2 separate regions of the Zea mays genome follow, and region 2 is linked to region 1. Evidence: chromatin contacts called from public Hi-C data. All regions are on one chromosome and are shown on one strand. Each heading gives the region's core, a stretch centred on a gene start, on an enhancer-like site or on the middle of the called end of the contact. The rest is flanking DNA. Distances are from core to core; before and after follow the strand shown. Region 1 overlaps LOC542673 (barley mlo defense gene homolog 7). Region 2 overlaps LOC103638812 (a long non-coding RNA gene).

Region 1 (3,509 bases), core at 544-3,043:
ATGATGGAAAGAATATGCAATGAAAGGAAATGAATTAGAAACAAAAAATCGCATTTAATGTTTTATTTTCTTCGTAAATATAGGATCCCTCCAACAGCCATGCAGCTAAACGCATTAGAACTAGTTTATGATATATAGTGATACAAATGATACTACACGGTGTAGGTATTTATGCAATTCGTTACACTGCGTAAAAAATCTGGCATGTTGTTCACTGGTGGACGCATCTTCGGGTGGAGCGTAAAAACCTTAAGTTTTGAGCATAAAATCCCTCAATTATAAGCGTAAATACCGAGTCAATTTGAGAGGTTGATAGCTCTAGTAGGTTGTTATTACTATCCTATTTTTATGACAGATCCGAAAACATGGCAGCCACATACATGTGGTTTCTATTTTTATACAGATCCAAAAATTATGGCAAAAATCGTAGGAGTTTCATTGCATGTGCGTAAATTACGAACAACATAAATCAAGGAATTGTCTTTCCAATGTGCATGCAGTAAACTGATATACGAACTCCGTGTTTAAGCATAAAATCGTACAGTTTTTTGCGTAAATAATACATGTGGTAGGCATAAAACACAATAATCGAAAAAAGAAACTGCGCCGGATCGGAGGATGTCACGCGCGATCATCGCTGCGCGCATCTCAGGCCTTTCGTGACGCCGCTTGCTCGAACATCGCGTCTCATGCGTCGCCGTCGCTACTCGCACGTCGACGGGCGTCGCTTGCTCGTCGGCCTTGGAAGTGCTGCCTCCTCAGGATCTCGGGGACGCAGCCGCTTGCCCGCACAAGGGCCCCGCTGTCGCTTGCCCTCTGGATCGGGGAGCCGCCGCCACCGACCTGGGAACCGCCGCCACTACTCCGGATCGAGAAACCTCCGCCACCGCGCGTCGAGGCCATGGAGTTGCGGCCACCGGCTGGGGGTCCACCTCCGCGCACGCTCTGGGGCAACTGCCGTCGTCGCACGCGGCGTCGCTAATGAATCGGGGTGGAGCGTAAAAACTGAACCCTAGCACTCCGGGTCCTGTTTTATAGACGTACGGATGTGGTTCGGCTCGACCGGATTGCACCGTCCGACCTGGGCTTCCTCTAGTTATTGGAAGCCCAGAGCTATTAATATATAAACTATATATATATATATATATATATATATATATATATATATATATATATATATATATATATATATATATATATATATATATATATATATATATATATATATATATATATATATATATATATATACTAATAGATTTTTACTCTAAAGGTTTATTAAATATGGACGATGATTAACTCTTAGTCATATATTTAACAATGATATCTAACATGTCGTCTGCCTACCTGACCGCCTATTCCACCCCGATCGATTGATGCATGATTCATATATCTATAAGTCGGTCTCTAATGGAACGTGTATATATAGACGTACAAAACACAGTTTTACATTGTATACCGTGTTGTTTTTACGATGGAATTTAAAATAAAGAGTGAAATAGAAAGGTCGCTAGAGCCTAGAGATAGCCTTACGGAGCGGACGGTGCGTGCATGGATGGATAATGATCTAATCCCCGATGAAAATAGCATTTTCAGATACTCCTAGCACTAGAATCGACGTGATGCTGCGCGCCTCTCTTTCCCCAGTTCCCTGCCCTACGTACGCCTGCCAGGCACCGCAGTCGTCGCTTCTGCAATTATTGGCGTGCGCGCACGCGCACACACCCGTATGCGTCTGTCAACGGACACGCACGTACGTAATGGCAGACGAGCGCGCGCAGGCGCAGGCATCGAAAGCTAGACGCCTCCCTGGCCTTCGCCGGTTCTAGCTACCTCCATGCTTCGTACTACCAGTACATATACTGGCAGCGAGCACAGACACGCATAGTCAGATGAATGGATCGAACGCGTCCTTTTCCTTCCATCACACTCTTGAGAACGCTCACCTGCCTGCTACATTGCAATAGATCGCAGTGAGCCATGGATAATGGGTTATGTACGCCCAGCTTTCCTTTACAGCAAGGTACGGCCGGCACAAGGCAGCAGCAGCAGGCCATGCTGGGCCAGGGCCAATGACGCGCCGGCTGGCTGTGCCACAGCCCACATACAACGTTGTAGCGTCGCGCTGCAACGTCGCACGTGACATGCCACAACGCCTGGCGGCCGGCCCTAGCACGGGAGCAGGCATGGGGACGACGCGTCCCGTCCTGCCCGTACCGTTACACGAGATGACGTTGACGTTACAACACGCGATCAGAGCTACAGCGCGCGGGCGCGGGCGCGGCCGCCCAGCCTGCTCCCGACACGAGGAATTTTCCGCAGCGTCCGACCCATCAACCCGCTGCGCACGGTACCTCGGCAGCCTGCCTGCCTTCCCTGCTGGTGTTTGCTAGCTAGGAATTTTATGGTCCTTGGCCAACGGCAGCTGCAGCCACCGCGACGTCGTCGACGGTGACGATCTCGTCAGCCGGCGCCATCGGCATGCTGCGCGAGCTCCCCGACCGCTCCTTGGCCACCCTGCGGGTTACGTCGGCCTCCCTGCCGGAATCAGCGTTAGGGTCACCGCCGGGAATCTTCCAGAACGAGAAGGGTTTCTTCCTCAAGCCGATCCAGCCATGGACACTCTCGTGCACGCGGGAGCCAAAACCATGCAGCTTGATCTGTCCGGTCATCTGGATCATCACAAATAGCGACCCGATGCTCAAAATACTCCAGCTTTATATGATGAACATTAACGAAAATAACGAGATTCTTTCCAATAGATAGATAGTGTGTATCCTTGGAGCTTACATGGGTCACGATGGCGTATAGTGGCAGCGTGATATAGCTGCAGATGACTTCGATGATCACCCTGAAAAACACAACACAATTTACTGTCATGACTGATGCAAGGACCTGATTCTTTGCTATTGATCTATTTTGTGCGCTAATCATCCTCGTACTGACAAGGAGAACGTTCTAGATTTTTCAGGCAATTCAAACTTTCGCTGACCCGATAACAAGTCTGGAAATGACATAAGGCTTCCGTTCCATCATACACGAACCGAAACCTTCTGATACCTATTAAGTGATTATTGTTAGCTCCAAGGTGTGATTCATGGAAAATTAATTGAGAAGTAGAGGACGTAGTGCAAAAAATACCAGAATCCAGAAGAAAAAACTAATCTCGAACGAATTCTGGAACAGGATGAAATGGATCAAATGAAGGACTAGCTCAGGCTTGTGAAACCAGAAATGGTCCTTGCATGGCTTTATTTTCGGAACTTCCTCTGTATTATTTGATAATGATATCGCTGCCTCTTGAGCCAACCGAGTGATAATGTGCTCTAGTTTGGCACCAACAATAAGTAACAGCTGCAATTTACCACTTTGTTTAGGGATGGCTCTCATCCATTCATTCAAATAAACAGTGTTTGTAGTCAAACTTCTTGGATATGACAGTTTAGTTCAAAAGCGAAAGGCCGAATATCTGAATTCAATCAACACAACGCCGAAGGAAACGTATCATA
Region 2 (3,509 bases), core at 548-3,047, 180 kb before region 1:
AAAACTGATGGCTTGGTTGATCGCATTGGTCTTTTTGACTTTAGTTCCGTTCTTATCACATCAAAATTCAATAGATTACGTGACTAGTTGTAGGGAAAGATCAAGCGAAGCATTAAAGCCTGATCTGGAAGTTCAGTGTATGCGCGGCCTGCACTTTGCCTGTGGATGGACATGCCTTTTAAGCTTCATGATGCTTCTGTTAGCTGCCCTTTTGGAGCATGCCTGTTCTGTATTATTTTTTTTATGATGCTGTGAATATATATGTTATCTATAGCTAGGATAAATCTATAGATTGGGGACTGATTTGACTTGCTCCGTTCCATTTCATTCATATTTTTATTTCTGCGTGTGCTGCTTTCTAAATGATGGATGCCCTCTATCTAGATTTGTAGCATTGGGTTGAGTATTTATAGGGGGGACCAAGATTAAATTTTGTTCTAATTATATATTTCTCATTGGTGCTAAACCAAACTTATAGTGCAATAGCCTCCTACGTATATATCTTTGGCTTTGGCTTTGGCTTTGGATGTATGAAATAATCCCTCCCTACATTACATTCATTTTTTTTGTCAACTTTTGACGTTTCTATGAAATCCCTTTGTGGCACTGTATCATAACATATCTGTCCAATGACTCCATGTTACATTCATCTACTCGCTTCGTCCAAAAAGTATATTTACACAAATTATTTTTTCGTAAATTTGACTGGTGAAGTTTATATAAGATACTTTTAATATTTGTCTCTAAATAAGCTTACTATAAGAAAATATTCTATATTGATCTAATATACTTATTTAATATCAGACATGTATAGTATAAATATTAGTACAAAGTGAAACGTTCGGTGTGCTAACAGCTCCCACAGTGAGATCTAAGAAAGGAATAATTGAGACGAGCTTAATCTCTACGCAGAGAGACTTAATTAAACATAGGTAGTGTAGTGTAAAGGCTTCTCGCCACCATATGAGCCCTGTCCTTCAACTGTTATTATGTAGTGATTAAACTTAAAATTTTGACTCCTAAAAAAACTTAAATTGTAAGCTTTATTGAACCGGATAGAGTAGTTATCTCTTAGGCAAGCTACTCGTAACATTTTCTCCTCCTAAAGGCTAGTTTAGGAACTCGATTTTTTAAGGGATTTCTATTTTTCTAAGAAAAAATGAACTAATTTTTTTGAGAAAATATAAACACCTTGGAAAAATGGGTTCCTGGACGAGCCCTAAAGAGTAGTCCTGAAGAGGAGAATTCTTTTTTTTTGCATAAATAAGTAGAAACGACCGCTTCTTTTTTAAAGAATCAAAGAACAATTGTTAATACTTGTTTTCAGGCAGAGGACAAATCTGAATGCTGGAATCACTCGTTCCTGCTAGTTCCTGTCATGTCCCACGTACGGCTGGCCGTTGGACCCACTAGCTAGTAATCACGCCTTTTAAAGAAAAAAATTTCGAGAAAGGAATCTAGATGTCAGTTTTGTACGAAAACTTTGTTTTAAGGAATATATAATATTTTACGTCTTGTGTGATGATTTTAAACAATGTATGGCCACTTGGGAATATTCAAGTCTTAAACTAACCATTGTCTTTGTTTTCCAGAAAATAGGCAGACAAGTTCAGGAGAAACTTACTCGTGGAGGAATATGTTTATGTTGAGAGAAACCAGATCTTGGGTTGCTTAAGCTTTGTCTTCAAATCCCAAAAGCTGGTTGACTTTATATTCTTAGACAATGCTACTGGACCGTGCAACGTGGCCACAACAGGGATCTTCTGTGAAGTGCTTCCGTGAACACTCCTATGGTGCAAGGTATATTGTTGTGTGTTACTACAAGGTCGAGCTGCTGCTATTGCTGGTTCATCTCTACTCCACAGGGCAAGTTACCTCCGACTCTTTTCACAATTTCTTGTGATTTCTCATTGTCGAGACAATGAGCCAAGTTTCTCTAGAACCTTTTAGTCCTTGTGTTGTGTAAAACTAAAGACCTAGCTTTTTTTACTTATCTTTACTAGTCATGCTCACTGTTTATAAGTCATCAGATTAGTCATGATTACTCGAGCTAATCGGTTCTCCTACCCATCCAAGACTACTGACCCTACCACCTCGACCAAAAACCTGGTCATTTATTTGATTGGTCATCGAGTAAATGAGATTAATCGTTTGATTAGGTGGTGGAGCGACCACTCTAGGATTCTCAAGTGGGCTTAGGAGAGAAAAATTGGGCTGGGTTTCTGGCTTCTCAGTCTAATAGGGTTATACACAACACACAAAATAGGATCAAGGGAGAGGCACAAGCACACCATTACACCAAGCCTTATGCTCCCTCATTGCCTCTCTAGTTTTGAGCTCATCCTCCATCGGTGAGTGTACTTCACTACTTCTTACCTTCACAGTCCTCGATCTTCTTTCTTTGCCTTTGATTGTCATGCTTGATGTTGCCGGAAGCCTAGATCTACTACATGTTGTATGCTCTTATCTTATTGATGTTTCTTAGTTGTTGTCTTTATGTTTGCGTGATGCTATTGTTCTACCCTCTGCCCCTTGGTGCTTGTTGTTGGCTTGCTACTCCTATGTACACATGTACCCCTTTTTTCTTGTTGTTGCTGCTATGCTCTCTTGCATGTTATTCATGTGTATAACTGAATACCTCTTCATGTGTAGAAGTGGATATAGAATAATAGCATGCAAGGGTGGAAATGATAATTTCTAATCCTAGAGAACTTTGTTGCCACAACTGGTAATTCCTATGTAGCCTCAACTGCTCTAGGTCATTCTTCCTTAGTTGAGAAAGCTATAGCAAAACTACTAGTAGAACTTCACGACCAATCTATTGATCCTACGAGGAAGGCTCGATCTATAGACCCAATATCAAAGTATGGGTGGTGGCCAGATCCTACAAAGAAAGACTTTGTTTATTCTATACAAAGTTAATACATGGAGGAATAATCAAGTTCAAGTAGAACCTTGTTGGGGATTATGTGTTGAATATATGTATAAAAGGCAATCATGACCTATGAGAATGGTAATAGTCATTTAGCGTAAAAGCCCATTAGAAGAGGTCTACATATATGAAAGGCATAACATGCTAGAGACTCGCTCTAGTCGTCATCGTCGTTTCTCTCCCTAGGGTTGTGGGTGCCCAAGGTACTCCTGCTATTTCTCTCATTGCATGTGTGGTGCTAGCTCACAAGCGTCATGGTGTTTTATCCCCGCATATGTGGATACCATGGACACGTTATTATTGTTGATGTGATGTTGACCAGCAATGAACATGAGGAGCACATGTGAACATGTTGTTGAAGGTGGTACACGAGGACAAATGACTACTTCCATTACATCATCATGTTCTTCTTCCATTTCTTGTGCATCTAGTGGTAACAATCCATGATTCTCTACTCGCATGTTATCTTGGCTAAACGTTGTACATATGCTAGTGTGTAGTGTACCTATTCCCCTACATTATGGTGATGCATTAGCATGTCCAAGCAGTCCTAGAATAGTTACTAAAGAGATGGATG

The links. A called contact is a pair of places that touch in the nucleus more often than the background predicts.
Region 2: a contact with region 1 is called in a Hi-C map of tassel, with 3 times the contacts expected there. The contact joins two enhancer-like sites. A contact is called at or near these places in 2 of 25 Hi-C or Micro-C datasets (leaf and tassel).

What each region holds. Positions count from the first base shown.
Region 1 is chr9:107,563,580-107,567,088 of Zm-B73-REFERENCE-NAM-5.0, reverse strand. LOC542673 (barley mlo defense gene homolog 7) reads right to left here. Exons shown (of 14, transcript NM_001112191.1): 11 at 3,142-3,354; 12 at 2,993-3,060; 13 at 2,791-2,851; 14 at 2,291-2,672. The coding sequence ends at 2,403. Among protein-coding and RNA genes, the nearest start is that of LOC109942230, 6.7 kb to the left of the region's middle. Within about 2 kb of position 1,793, at least 19 of the 20 cell types and tissues checked have an H3K27ac peak or open chromatin away from gene starts, as enhancers often do. A contact at or near this core is called in tassel, where this site is marked.
Region 2 is chr9:107,745,904-107,749,412 of Zm-B73-REFERENCE-NAM-5.0, reverse strand. It overlaps LOC103638812 (a long non-coding RNA gene), which reads left to right. Exons shown (of 2, transcript XR_559042.3): 2 at 1,593-2,022. Among protein-coding and RNA genes, the nearest start is that of LOC103638812, 5.3 kb to the left of the region's middle. Within about 2 kb of position 1,797, at least 11 of the 20 cell types and tissues checked have an H3K27ac peak or open chromatin away from gene starts, as enhancers often do. A contact at or near this core is called in tassel, where this site is marked.